Regions from separate parts of the Mus musculus genome. Here regions 2 and 3 are each linked to region 1. The links are chromatin contacts, called in public HiChIP or PLAC-seq and promoter capture Hi-C maps. All regions are on one chromosome and are shown on one strand. The core of a region is the stretch at or near the end of the contact, and the rest is flanking DNA. Distances in the headings are between cores, read along the strand shown. Region 1 overlaps Sptbn5 (spectrin beta, non-erythrocytic 5). Region 2 holds the start of Ehd4 (EH-domain containing 4). Region 3 holds the start of Mapkbp1 (mitogen-activated protein kinase binding protein 1).

The links. Promoter capture Hi-C pulls out the DNA fragments that hold promoters and counts their contacts. HiChIP or PLAC-seq counts read pairs in DNA pulled down with a chosen protein or histone mark.
Region 2: an H3K27ac HiChIP or PLAC-seq map of embryonic stem cells shows a contact between it and region 1, with 5 times the contacts expected there. The contact joins the promoter of Ehd4 here to the enhancer-like site in region 1. A contact is called at or near these places in 3 of 39 promoter capture datasets (3T3-L1-derived adipocytes, erythroid cells and macrophages), 2 of 15 datasets of contacts at CTCF or cohesin (large pre-B cells and pro-B cells), 12 of 484 Hi-C or Micro-C datasets (the AML12 cell line, B cells, CD4 T cells and 8 more), 8 of 115 datasets of contacts at active chromatin or transcription factors (the 230-238 cell line, bone marrow-derived macrophages, embryonic stem cells and 3 more) and 4 of 9 other capture datasets (adipose tissue, liver, macrophages and 1 more).
Region 3: a promoter capture Hi-C map of embryonic stem cells shows a contact between it and region 1, with 12 read pairs. The contact joins the promoter of Mapkbp1 here to the enhancer-like site in region 1. A contact is called at or near these places in 9 of 39 promoter capture datasets (the 3T3-L1 cell line, 3T3-L1-derived adipocytes, HPC-7-derived erythroid cells and 5 more), 4 of 15 datasets of contacts at CTCF or cohesin (CD8 T cells, the NIH/3T3 cell line, large pre-B cells and 1 more), 10 of 484 Hi-C or Micro-C datasets (the 63-12 cell line, the C2C12 cell line, the G1E-ER4 cell line and 7 more), 7 of 115 datasets of contacts at active chromatin or transcription factors (bone marrow-derived macrophages, embryonic limb bud, embryonic stem cells and 2 more) and 4 of 9 other capture datasets (adipose tissue, embryonic stem cells, liver and 1 more).

The regions. Positions count from the first base shown.
Region 1 is chr2:120,042,270-120,046,634 of GRCm38.p6, reverse strand. Sptbn5 (spectrin beta, non-erythrocytic 5) reads left to right here. Exons shown (of 67, transcript NM_001370938.1): 62 at 79-255; 63 at 363-467; 64 at 968-1,033; 65 at 1,350-1,451; 66 at 1,556-1,638; 67 at 4,351-4,365. The coding sequence ends at 4,363. It overlaps Pla2g4b (phospholipase A2, group IVB (cytosolic)), which reads right to left. Exons shown (of 20, transcript NM_145378.4): 20 at 3,602-4,365. Gm28042 (predicted gene, 28042) reads right to left here. Exons shown (of 27, transcript NR_104353.1): 27 at 3,602-4,365. Among named protein-coding and RNA genes, the nearest start is that of Gm52559, 6.1 kb to the left of the region's middle. Within about 2 kb of position 2,109, at least 59 of the 459 cell types and tissues checked have an H3K27ac peak or open chromatin away from gene starts, as enhancers often do. A contact at or near this core is called in the SN4741 cell line, embryonic fibroblasts, embryonic limb bud and 3 more, where this site is marked.
Region 2 is chr2:120,151,953-120,156,317 of GRCm38.p6, reverse strand. It overlaps Ehd4 (EH-domain containing 4), which reads left to right and starts at 1,743. Exons shown (of 6, transcript NM_133838.4): 1 at 1,743-2,078. The coding sequence starts at 1,843.
Region 3 is chr2:119,970,531-119,974,895 of GRCm38.p6, reverse strand. Mapkbp1 (mitogen-activated protein kinase binding protein 1) reads right to left here and starts at 2,197. Exons shown (of 30, transcript NM_011941.3): 1 at 1,728-2,197. The coding sequence starts at 1,844.

The DNA of each region.
Region 1 (4,365 bases), core at 860-3,359:
ATCCTTGTTGGCTCGGCTCTCCTGCCTGCCCTGGTGGGTGGGAGCTCTGCCCAGGCTTTCATGGCACCCTTCCCACAGGTGGCAGAGTGTATGCAGGAGCTGGAAAGACATCTGCAGGAGCTTCAGGTAGCCTGGGCCCTGCGTGGACAACGCTGGGAACAGACCCGGAGCCTGCAACAGCTGCGGCAGAGGCTGGAGCTGGCTGAGGCTTGGCTGGCCTCCTGGGAGCGCCTGCTGCTGGACCCCAGCTGTGGGGTAAGGGGAGGCAGACCCTGATATTCTCGGTTCCCTGACCCTTGGGGCTAAGCCTGGGGGGGGGGAAAGGAGAGCCAGCACCCCAGAACAGAACACATTTCTCTCAGCACTCGGTGTTGGAAGTGGAACGCCTGCTCTACAGACACGAGGGCTTAGAAAAGCTGCTGGTGGCCCACGAGGAGACATTCATTCAGCTTCAGACGATGACAGAGGTTCAAGGGCTGGAGGAGGGGAGGCTGGGGATACTGAGAAGAGGCACGAGGGGTATAGGGGGGGACAGTTGGTCAATCTACAAGTTAGGGCTCCTTAGGGCAGCAAGGCCTTGTGGAGTCTTCCTCAAGGCTTCTCCTTTAGGAAAGCCACCAACCCTGCCATGCAGGGTTCCGTGGGTGCACGAGGAGGGATGATTTACTTTAGAGCTGAAGCATGATCATAGAAGGGACCAGCACTCTGAGTGGGAGAGAAGACGGGAGGACTCGTGTTTGAACACTAGGGGTGAGCTGCACATCTGGCTAAGAGGAAGGAACTGTAGCGTGGTAGCCTCGTTGGACTACCATTATCTCCCTGGAGCATGTAGCCAGGTCACAGGGGCACAGGTATCCAGGGTCCACACTCTGGAGCAGGCCCAGGGGCCAGGAGTGCTGGGGGGGCACTAGGAAGGAGGAGTGGGTGTCTCCCTTCTGACATCTGGGCCCCCATCTTGTATTTTCAGGAGGCAAAGGGTGGTCATGTCACGGAGGCATCTGTGGAACAGCAGCCCCCCACAGAAGGGAGGCAGGTGCGTGCTAGCTCTAACTGCAGGCAACCATATTCAGCAACCATCCAGGCCTGCCACTGTGGCTTCTGGTAGACTCCTGTGTAACTTCCTGGGTGGTCTCAGAGAAGGCAATAGTTTCTACCCACAGAAGAGGAAAGGGGAAGAGAAGGGGCTTACCCCTACCTGCTTTGGTTGCCAGGTCAAGAACTTCCAACCTCTCGGTTGTCCTGTCTGAGCCCACCCTTGTTTCCTCTTCCCGGTGAAAACTGTGAGCAGTACTTTTCCTGAAAGAGTCTGAGGCCTGGCCTGGGGGCCCTTTTCCCTGTCTTCCCCACAGCCCAGAACCAGCTTCCCAACCAGCAGCCATGGGATCTTGGCAAGGGGAGCCTCGAGCCCATTCTCAGATATGAGGAAGGCAGAAGTGCCAAGTGGCACTGGGGTAAGAGCTCTCAGGCAATTAGAAGCATCTCAGGGGGATAGAAGATAGCTCCCATAGGGAAAAGCCAAGGGCCCCTGTGATCCCTGTACCTCATTGCTCCCCAGGAACTGGCTTACGTGTCCCCCCTTGTACCTGAGGAGACTGAATGTGAGAGGCTGGAGGACAGAAGGCAGACTTTCTTCCCAAGGTGAGGGTTATAGGCCTGGCCCGACAGCAAGCTTGGCTGGGGCTATAGGCAGAGGTCCAGCATGACAGGTCAGCTTAGAAGGCAGGCTGAGCATCTCTGAGTTCTGTTTGCAGTGTTGTCTGAAAAGCAGGCTGCAAGCTGGCAGCCAGCCTTGGGTAGCATGGCAGGTGGGCTGGAGGGGAAGGAAGGAGGGGCTGCTGGGGCCCAGGTTCCCAGTGTTATTGTACCTTACAGAGCTATGAGCTTTTACAGCCCATCTCTCTAGAAAGTGAGCCTTGCGGCTTTTCTCAATGAACTTACTACTCTGAGTGGCTTAAAAACTCGCCAGACACAGATAATCAGTAGCAGAGGTAAAGATTTTCCTGTCCTGTCCCCTTTGGAGTCTGTACCAACTCCCTACCTCCACCCCACCCCTTCTAGCCAGGGACTGTGTGGGCTCTGTTTCTTTTGGGACTCAAAGGCTGTGTTAACTCCAAATGCTGTCTTGATTGGTCTGGACTGTGGCCACGCCCAGGTCTATGTGCAGAAAGAATGTGCAGAACACACCCTTTGCCATTTGTGCCTGCCTCACGAGTCTGCTGGGTTCTCTGTGGAGTGGTGTGTGTGGGGGGGTTCCTCCCTGTTCCTTGGTCCTAGCTCCCTCCCTCACTGTCATCACCTCCCCTTGTTCCCACCTTTTTTCCAGAATCCCAAAGGAACCCTGGATTTTTCCACCTCCCTGCAGTGAGCTCTCAAGGAGTCTGCTTGGAAGTGTTGAGCGCTCACCCACACTGTAGCACCAGAGTAGAAAGGCAGACAAGGGCTGACTCAGCATGCATCTTAGTCCCTGAGCCAGGGACACAGCTTCTAGGAAGGAGCCGTCTTGGGCAACATGAACCTTACCCTCTGGTTCTACAGCCTAGAACCCAAGGTCAGGCTCCCAGCTGAGAGCAAGGACACTGTATCCAAGTGGGATACTGGTGGAATGGGTTTTTCTCTTTATCCCAAGATGCCAGGACTCAAGGCCCGCTCTGTTGAGTGGGCTTGTGAGACCCCCACATGGGAGACCCTGGCTCCCACACCTCAGAAAGCTGGAAGCCATCACACCAGCACTCTAAGGTGACAAGGCTCTCTTCCCCCATAGACTCCAGGAACATGCTATCACAGGGGCTCACTTCCCCCCCCCCCATCTCCCCACCTTCTACACCTACCCCTCAGAAGCTCCACATGCCATTACTGCTCTGGCCATCCCCCAGTCAAGAGTCTCTCTGGGTGACCACACACCCCTGGATGCTCCCCAAGTCCTCACTCTCAAACTTCTTTTCCTTGCTCTCTGAGACATCTGAGACAGTGCCTCTGCTCTTTAGCTCCATCCTGACTCCATCCTGTCTTGTCTCTGTTCCTGATTCCAGGGGGATACAGGGTCAAGGTGTCAGCATGTGCAGGCCAATGGCAAGAAGTATAAAGGCTAAGGGATTAGGCAGACTGAACGCAGGCTCTCCTTTGGCATGCTCAGCCTCACGTGGATCCTGGCTTCATGCTCAGCCACCTCAGCTATGCCTTTCCTATCTCCAAGCCAAGGGGCTTTGGGCCCTCTAAGAACTGGGGTAGGGTACTTGGGGCATCTCTAAGAATTGGGGTAGGGTACTTGGGGCATCTCTAAGAATTGGGGTAGGGTACTTGGGGCATCTAGATGAGGATGTGAATACCTCCCCCCCCCCCCACATACACCCAACACCAGTCCCCAGGTCCAGTCAAATACATCTGTCATATACATCTAGGCTGGCACTCAGCTATGTGCCTGAAGGCCCTCATGCTGTAACAGGTGATGGCCATGGTGACAGCCACAGCTGTGGTCCCTCTGCAAGCCTCCGGTGCTCCAGCTTGATTCTGATGCACAGGAGGAGGAACAGGACTTGTACTAGACGCACCAGTTTCTGGTGGTCCTGGGACTGACCTGAGGGCATGTACTTTACCACTGAGATTTAACTTTTTAAAAAAATATTTATTTATTTATTTATTTATGTATTATATGTAAGTACACTGTAGCCGTCTTCAGACACTCTAGAAGAGGGCATCAGATTTCATTACAGATGGTTGTGAGCCACCATGTGGTTGCTGTGATTTGAACTCAGGACCTTTGGAAGAGCAGTTGGCACTCTTAACCGCTGAGCCATCCCACCAGCCTGAGATTTAGCCTTTTAAGATTGATTTATTTTATGCATGTGAGTACATTGTTGCTATCTTCAGGCACACCAGAAGGTGGCATCAGATCCCATTACAGATGGTTGTGAGCCACCATGTGGTTGTTGGGAATTGTACTCAGGATCTCTGGAATAGCAGCCAGTGCTCTTAACCACTGAGCCATCTCTCCAGCCCCCCTTAGTTATCTTTTACTTGACAGCTAAATTGTGGCCTTGAACTCACTCTTGTAGCCCAGGCTGGCTTTGAACTTGTACTCTTCCTGACTTAGTCTCCTGCGTAGCTGGGATTAGAGACCTATGCCACCAGGTCCAGCTCATAGTGGCTTCTAATGGTGTTGGGACAAACACTTGCCTGGCTGACAGAGCTTGCTGGATCATGAGAATCAAAGTTGTTACACCCTACTCATCTCAGAGCCTCTAGTACCTGCTCACACCTCAGCTAGGAGCAGGAGGGATGTTCAGGTATGGAGAGGACTAGACACCATGTTTAGGGAGGGTGGTTGGTTCCTAATCTCTGTTCTCCCTACAGGTCTAAACCTTAAGA
Region 2 (4,365 bases), core at 494-2,993, 110 kb before region 1:
TTTATTTAGATTTAGCACTAAACATCTCTTTGTTTGGGTGCTATTCCAAGGCATGCAGATTTTCTACTTGAATGTCCAATTGTTGTTTCTAGCATGTAGATATATCTGGTTCTTGTAGCTAGAAACTTCACTAATAAGTTCACCTCCTAGAGACAGCAGCTTTTGGTCTGGATATACATAGTTTAGTGATTCTCCTACTAAAGGCCATCTTGGTTGTTTCCAAGTTTTAGTGACGAACAAAGCTGTCATAAACACCCTTGATGCCCTGCAGTGGCGGTGCATGCCTTTAATCCCAGCACTTGGGAGGCAGAGGCAGAGAGGCAGAGGCAGAGAGGCAGAGAGGCAGAGAGGCAGAGAGGCAGAGAGGCAGAGAAGCAGAGAGGCAGAGAGAGAGAGAGACAGAGAGAGAGGGGCAGAGAGAGAGGGGCAGAGAGAGAGAGAGAGGGGCAGAGAGAGAGGCAGAGAGAGAGAGGCAGAGAGAGAGAGAGGCAGAGAGAGACAGAGAGGCAGAGAGAGAGAGAGAGGCAGAGAGAGAGAGGCAGAGAGAGACAGAGAGGCAGAGAGAGACAGAGAGGCAGAGAAAGACAGAGAGGCAGAGAGAGACAGAGAGGCAGAGAGGCAGAGAGGCAGAGAGGCAGAGGCAGAGGCACAGGCACAGGCAGGCCGATTTCTGAGTTCGAGGCCAGCCTGGTCTACAGATGAGTTCCAGGACAGCCATGGCTACACAGAGAAACCCTGTCTTGAAAAATCAAAATAAAAGTAAAATAAAATAAAATAAAATAAAAATAAACAAATAAATAAAAAACCCAAACCAAACCAAACCCCACCACCACCACCACCAACAACAAAACCACCCTTGCTGCACTGGCAACACCTGAACGATCTTTAAAATGCAATTTTACAACTACTTGCTGAATCAGCTCTGCATTTCCACCAAGTTCAAGAAGTCATTCCCACACAATCTTTCTCCAAACTTTATGCAGACAAGAATCATCTGCAGGCATTTGTTGAGCTGCATCTCTCAACATTTTATTTGGTGGGTCTGTATCAAGAACTAGAGACCTGCATTTTAACAAGCCTCTTGGGTTATTCCTATGCAGCTGGCCTCATTGGCCACACTGAAAATGCGCTAACACTATTTCTCGCTTAGGATACACAGGTGATGGTCAATTATTTCTACTAGTGTCTAGCAGAAAGAGGCCTTTAATTGATCCAGAGTTGAATGGAGGCAGAAGTGTCTGCGCAAATAGATTGAAGTCCATTTTCTCTCCAATTTTTGCCAATTATATCGGTGAGCCTGAGTATCTTCGACAGTAGTAAACAGGGCAATAACCTGCCCCAGGAAAAGGAACTTGTCTGTCAACTTTCTGAGTTTTCTGTCCCCAGTATCCACGTCCGGAGACTTGGGATGAGTCGAGTTCCAGGAGGACAGCCTCCGGTGGTTCATTCTTGCCAGCTCAGACTTGCCCGGAAGCCAACGCCACCTGGCCAGAAGGATGTACCCGGGTAGACGCGCCTGTGTCACCCCGCCTGGACTACACCCTCTCCGGGATCAGCCCTCTAGACCGATGCCGTCATCAATAATTCAAGGATCGCCTTTCCATTGGCTAGAGCTTCCACCCAGTCGCTGGCAAACGCCCAATGAGGAAGGACCTGAGATCGCTGCTGAATAATGAGCGCGCGCCCGTGACGCAGCGGCTGATGATTGGTCGTTGCGGCAGGGGGCGGACCCAGGAGCGGGCGGCGGCGAGAGCTACTGTCGGGCACAGAGAGCGAGCGACGCGGGTTCTGGGGTTCTTACTGAAGTGCGGCGGCGGCGGCGGCAAGTTGTGGGGCGGCAGCATGTTCAGCTGGATGGGGCGGCAGGCTGGCGGGCGCGAGCGCTCGGGCGGCATGGACGCGGTGCAGACGGTGACGGGCGGCCTGCGCTCTCTGTACCAGCGCAAGGTGCTGCCGCTGGAGGAGGCGTACCGCTTCCACGAGTTTCACTCGCCAGCGCTGGAGGACGCCGACTTCGAAAACAAGCCCATGATCCTGCTGGTGGGCCAGTACAGCACGGGCAAGACCACGTTCATCAGGTAATTTGCCTCGTCGGCTCGCTACCCCTCCGCTAGCGCACGGCCTGCCCTCAGGTTACACTCCGAGCTTGGTGGCCCGTCGCCTTCCCGGGTCCCGTTTCCCAAGGCTCCCTCCCCTGAGACCGGCCCCCAGCGCGCTGCGAGCCCCTTCCTTGCTGTTGCCAAGGCCTTCCTTGAGCCTGTCACCCTGGCCTGGGAGTGCAGGAAAGGGAGAGAAGGCAAGGCTCATCATTAGTGCAACCTAGTGCTGAAAGTGATAATGAAGGAATGCGGCTCCTAGGTGGAGAGGTAACCTTCCAGCACAGTGAGAATGAATGAACGAACGAACGAATGAATGAATGAGTGAATGCCACAGTAGGAGTATTGCCATGCCCTAGGTGCCACGTTCCGCCACAGCGGCGGGGCTGCTATCATCCAGCTTTATGGTCTATAGGAAGTTAGCCTACAGTGTAGCTGCCTCACCAGCCTGTGGACTGAAGGGGAGTGTCAGGTTACTGTTTGCTAGTTTCCATTTCTTCACCCTTGACAAACTGAAAATATTTGTCACGGTCACTCTGTCTCCGGAAGCAATAACCGGCTTGCCCTGCAGTTCCAACCACACAGCTTCCTCTAGAGTGACTCGATGAGAAATAATTTACAATGAAACGGACTGCTTTTTAAATGAGGCGTCTATTTCCCTATCTTTGGGAAGAATCGACGTTCAAATCCTTATCAGACGAAGCAAAGTGACTGAACATTTAAGATCTGGATCCTGAGTTTTGGAATTAGAACACTCATCATCATTTGATGTTCAACAGGTGTTCAGAAAACTGCATCTGTCTTGGGGACATGCCATTTCTTTTAGGTATGACCTCCTTTTTTTCCCCTCCTGTGACCTAAAGAGTTCCAAAAAAATAGAAAAGTTGTCACTACAAGAAATATGTTAAATCCAGGCCTGTAGATACACTGTGAATGAACTCAACAAAGGCAATACACTGTAGTTTGAAATGTGAACGAAGAGAGGGGGAAAATAATGTTGAAATTATTTCATGTAATGCTTTTAAATTAGCTGAAAACAGTGTTGAATATGTTAACTCAGAAATGAACCTAGAAATATTACAGTAACTGACAGATGCAAAGGGCTAGTTGAGATGGTGCTTGCCTGTAATCCAAGGACTGGGGAAGCTGGATCATGGTTATTTTGCCTTCCAGGCCAGCCTGGGCTACATAACGCAATCTAGGATAACCCTGACTAGACAACAAAAGACCGTCTTCAAAACAACAGCAATAAGAACAGCAACAAAACCTAGGAAACAAAAACAAAATAAATGGCAAGCAGGTGGTACATTAAGGTCTTGGTAGTCGCAGTTGTGAATTATCAGGATAATATTACAGGAGTGAAGAGAGAACTTTTAAGCTTAGAGCAATAAGAGTATAGCATTTTAAAATGTACTGGTGGCAGATACACAGCAGTCCCACCATTTCCTCCTGTACGTGCCATGGGCCTCACGGTACCTATGCATAATTAGGGAGCCTTTCTTGATTCTGTACTGACCTAGCCTGAAGACAGTGCATTCCTCTGACTGTAGCCTGACTCGTAAACAAGCCTCAGGTAGGAGAGTACAACGCAATTCTCAGGAAGGTGGAGCAATCCTCTTTCCCCGCCTCATATTATTTTGTTATATTCTCATTCTTCTGTGCTTCAGTTTTGAGAAGCTTTGTGGGAGAGGGCTAAAAGGCAGGTTCTGAGATTTGACTCATGGCTCTACTTCTTTTTTTTTTTTTTTTTTTTTTTGGTTTTTCGAGACAGGGTTTCTCTGTATAGCCCTGGCTGTCCTGGAACTCACTTTGTAGACCAGACTGGCCTGGAACTCAGAAAGCCACCTGCCTCTGCCTCCTGAGTGCTGGGATTAAAGGTGTGCACCACCACGCTTGGCTTATGGCTATACTTCTTAAGCCCTTTTTAGAGCTGGAACTCAGTAGAAGCTGCAACCCAGGGAGGAATCACCTTAGCTGGGAGCTTGGGCCAGTGGCTTTGCTATTCCACAAAGGGCCCAAAGTGGACCTTGGGGTTAGAAGAAGATACTACAGACAGGAAGCTGGATGAATCTTCACTTGTGGCATCTGAAATTGGTTTTAGAGAGCAGTAGGGGGAAGTGATTGGTTTCCAGGAGGAAAACAGTAAACAGAGGGCACCTGTCCTGGAGACTTGGCACTTAGAGAGGTAAACAAAGGAGATGTCCATGAGAGCTGGCCTTCTTGGACCTTGCTTTAGTTAGGTCCTGGCTAGGGACCTGGGTGCTTTGCT
Region 3 (4,365 bases), core at 948-3,447, 72 kb after region 1:
GGAACAATTATTAATAAGAATCCTTGCCAGGCGCGGTGGCACACGACTTTAATTCCAGCACTCGGGAGGCAGAGGCAGGTGGATTTCTGAGTTCAAGGCCAGCCTGGTCTACAGAGTGAGTTGCAGGACAGCCAGGGCTACACAGAGAAACCCTGTCTCGGAAAAAAAATCCTTGAAAGGGGCACCAAAGCCAATTATTGCTCTGCTAAGGTAGAGCAACAATATGCTGCTGTCTCTAAGGACTGTGCCCTTGGCAATCCTATGCCACACAGAGTTACTATGTTTATGGGCTCCTAGGAAGACACAAAACCTAATCTGATCCTGTGGGAACAATGCTCAAGACTCCCTCAAGGGAAATCTTGTAAATAAATGTATTCTACTTTTGTATGCCCCAAATTGTGATGAGTCTCAAAACTGAATAAAATATGAGCTGGGCATGCCAGCAATCCCAGCACTCAGAAGGCTGTGGCACAAGTTTATAGTTCGAACCCATCCAGGACTGTGTAACAAGAGCCTGCCTTGAAACAAAACCAAACAAATAAAAAAAAAAGTATAAGGACCAAATCCCAGACATGTATAAGAATGGAAGATGGATGAACGTCTGCCCAGAAGAAGGATGCTGGCATACAATGCTCAGAATGAGCAGTGCCACAAGGACAGACCAGGAGAGCTGCCTTTCTGGCACACACACGTGGCTCCTTCATGTTATCACGAGAAACCAAGACGTTCCAGTTAAAGCAACTTAAGTATCTTTATTTATATTATATTATGGATATGATTGCTCTATCTGCATGTACACCTGCATGCCAGAAGAGGGAGGGCATCAGACCTCATTATAAATGGTTGTGAGCCACCATGTGGTTGCTGGGAATTGAACTCAGGACCTCTGGTAGAGCAGCCAATGCTCTTAACCACTGAGCCATCGCTCTAGCCCAGCAACTTAAGTATCTTAAAGAGATAAACCATTTTACATTTATTTCTTCCCCTGCATATGTGCATGCACATGTGGAGATCAGAGAACTACTTCCAGGAGTTGGTTTACTCCTTCCACCATGTGGGTCCGAGGAATCAAAATCAGATCAGGCTTGTTGGCAAAGGTCTCTACCAGTCCAATCTTGCCAGCCCAATCTTCTACATCTTTGAACATGACAGGGTATCACTATGTAGCCCTGGCTCCCCCTGGAAATTGTTATATAGACCAGGCTGAACTTGCCTCTGACTCCCTAGTGCTGGGATTACAGGCATGCATCACTAAGCTTGTCAAAAAATTGTTTTGCTCTCTTAGATGAAGTGTATTAGTATATTCTTTCTGTTGTACAGTCTGGCATTATAACCCCAACTGTTACACTAATACATTAGTCACAGCTAGGTCCTTTACAGAATATGTGATCTCACTGTACTCTTCTAAGAAGAGAAACTGAGTCATAAAATGTCAACTTGTTTCCCAAGCACACACTTAGTTTAAACTGAGGCCCTGTTAAACCCAGTTTGCCTTCCTATGCCCTTCTTCAAGCCATGGCTGCGTCTCAGCATGCCCACCCACGCCTGCTGTTCTTCCAACTTCAAATCAGGTCGTCAAAGATAAGCGTATATGATCTTTTAAAGCCAACAGAGAAATTTCATTCTTCCACCCCCTTCCTGCCCCTCAAGAAAGAGAAAGGTAAAAAAAAGGAACGAAGTGCAGGAGAGGACAGAGTAGGTAAGAGGTGGCTCCCAACAGGACTCACCTTGGAGCTGAGGTCCTCTCTCCGGTTTCCTGCTTTACTTCTGCGTAATTTGATGGATGGAGACCTCAGCAAGTTCTTGATACGGCTAGTAATGGTTGACCCTTCTCCAGCCATCATAACGAGGAGCCCCTAAGGACAGTCCCTGGCCTAGCCTTTGGACTTGTCTCAACAGCGGTACTGCCTTCTCGTTCAACACAGCCTTCGGATATGCACTTTCACTGGCCTGAGATGGCAGAAGCAACCTTATCATCACAGTAGGTGTCTTCTGCTTGTCACCAACTCTTACTCTGGGCATTGCCCTGCGCTTTCCCACTCCCCATCCCCACCCTAGCCTGCTAGATTTTTTTTTACAAGGGGAGGACGACCCCTGGAGTGAAGAAATGTCAGGCCCACACCTGCCAGAGGCGTTTAACTGAAGAATCGGATGAACTAGTGACCAGTCGGGCGCCGGTTACAGCCCAAGTGTTCCCATGGTAACTGAGGTGTCCAAGGGAGGAGGCCTCCGAAGCCACTGGGCAAGGGGCCGAAGCACCGAGCTGGCCGCCGGGCTCACGCTGGCCCGAGCCGATGCGAGAAGCTCCCTCCCGCACCCGAGTCTTGGGAGCTCCGTTTTAGCCCCCCACACCCACTGCCTACTTCAGAAACCCTACTACTCGTCAGCGCCCCCGTTCGCTGGGGCCCAGCTCACAGCGCCCTCCGGCATCGCGATCGACGGCTTCAGCTCTGCTGCCGCAGCCGCAGCAGTAGCTATGGTGGCACCAGCGGCTCAAAACGCGAACTAGAGCCTGGGCCGAGCTGCGCTGGGAGGGCGGGGCCTAGTAAAGGGGGTGCGGTCTGTGGCAGATTGGTTCCCGATTGGACGACTGATGCCTATGGGGGCGGAACCAAGGAATGAACCAAGAACGCAGAGGTCTCGGATTCTGCACAGTATAATTGTGGGTACCGCTCCTAAAGGAAGGTCAATGTAATATTGCTTTAGAATTGAGAGAACCTGGCCTTTTACGGTATTATCAGGCATGGTCCTCTTAGAGAACTTTGATAACCACGCCTCCAGGCCTAAGATTGATATTTGGTGGGCCTAGGAGATTACGGCTGAAATTTAATTCCTAACTCATAAAAAAAAAAAAAAAAAAAAAAAAAAAGGAGGGGGGGGGTTTGGGATGCTGCCAAAAGAACTCCTTTCCATTCCAAGTGCTGGGATTTAACGCAGTTGGAATCGTTTCTGATTCCGGCCAGCCTAACACAATGACTCACGCAGAGTAACTCAATTTACACACTTTTGAACTTAATCTATCAGTGATGGAAGACTCAAGCCTCAAAATAGAGCCTTAGGGTAGGTTGTGAACTGAAAAGGCACCCATGATATAATCCATCATTTCCTTAGCTGCCAACGTCCTTATAGCATTTAACAAGAAATACTGTTAACAGCATTAACAGTATTTTTGCTACTCCAGATCTTTTCTGTCTTTTCAAAAATTGCAAACACCCCTAGGGCTGACACCGATGTCAAAGTTTGCTGCTATCAGGTTTTGTTTGTTTTGTTTTGTTCTAGCTCATGGAGATAGGGGAAATACCACATACTCATGCTTCATAGATTTGTAAGTTGGCTAGAATTTTTCATCTAGCTACTACTTCAAGAAATTACCTTGGGGGTTGGGGAGCGCTGGACAGATGGATTGGTGATTAAGAGCGCTGGCTTCTTTTCATAAGACTCAGGTTTAATTTACCAGCACCCTTATGGCATATCACAACAGTTCCCAGGGATTTGTCTCCCTCTTTTGGCCTCCATCATAGGCACCAAGCAAAACACCCAAACACATAATTTCTTTAAATAAAATAAAACTGCCTTCTGAAAAGGCTAGCTTAAGCCAAAAGGCCTGTACCCAACTAGAACAGTACACTGACATGTCCCCCATTCCAGACCGTAGGAACTGCTGAGGAAAATGGTAGTTAGAGGGAAGGATCCTTAAAAAATGGTTTAGTGGCCGGGCGGTGGTGGGACATGCCTTTAATCCCAGCTCTTGGGAGGCAGAGGCAGGCGGATTTCTGAGTTCGAGGCCAGCCTGGTCTACAAAGTGAGTTCCAGGACAGCCAGGGATATACAGAGAAACCCTGTCTCGAAAAAACAAAAAACAAACAAAAAAGTTTAGTGGTACTTGCACAATCTGTGTTCAAACAGGAAGGTACCTGTGTACTATATAGCTACGTATTGGATACAAATGTCAACAGCAACTGGACGCCTAAAGCCACACATTATAGATTTTAGGAAACTAAAATGGTACTTCCAATTTTACCGCCTAGACCCGAAGACAAGAATGATCACCTCTAACTATATTAACTCGGCACCATTAATCATCTGCGATTTGACCTACTCACAAAGCTGCTGTACATTGCTAACAAATGCCACCACCTGGTGTTTTAATTTGTGTACTACAGGTCCTGCTCTTCTCTGACCGGGTTTATCATATTTTCTTTGGGCAATCTGTTTCACTTTTATGGGTTTGCAAAGTGTCCGTCCTTTCTCGCCCAAAGCTATTATGGCTTAGCTCCTTAAAGACACCTTCATTCCTGAAATATTTTCATCTGGTCTGATCTGCACAGGCAACTCTAAGCACTTGCTTTCCATATCTAAAGGTGA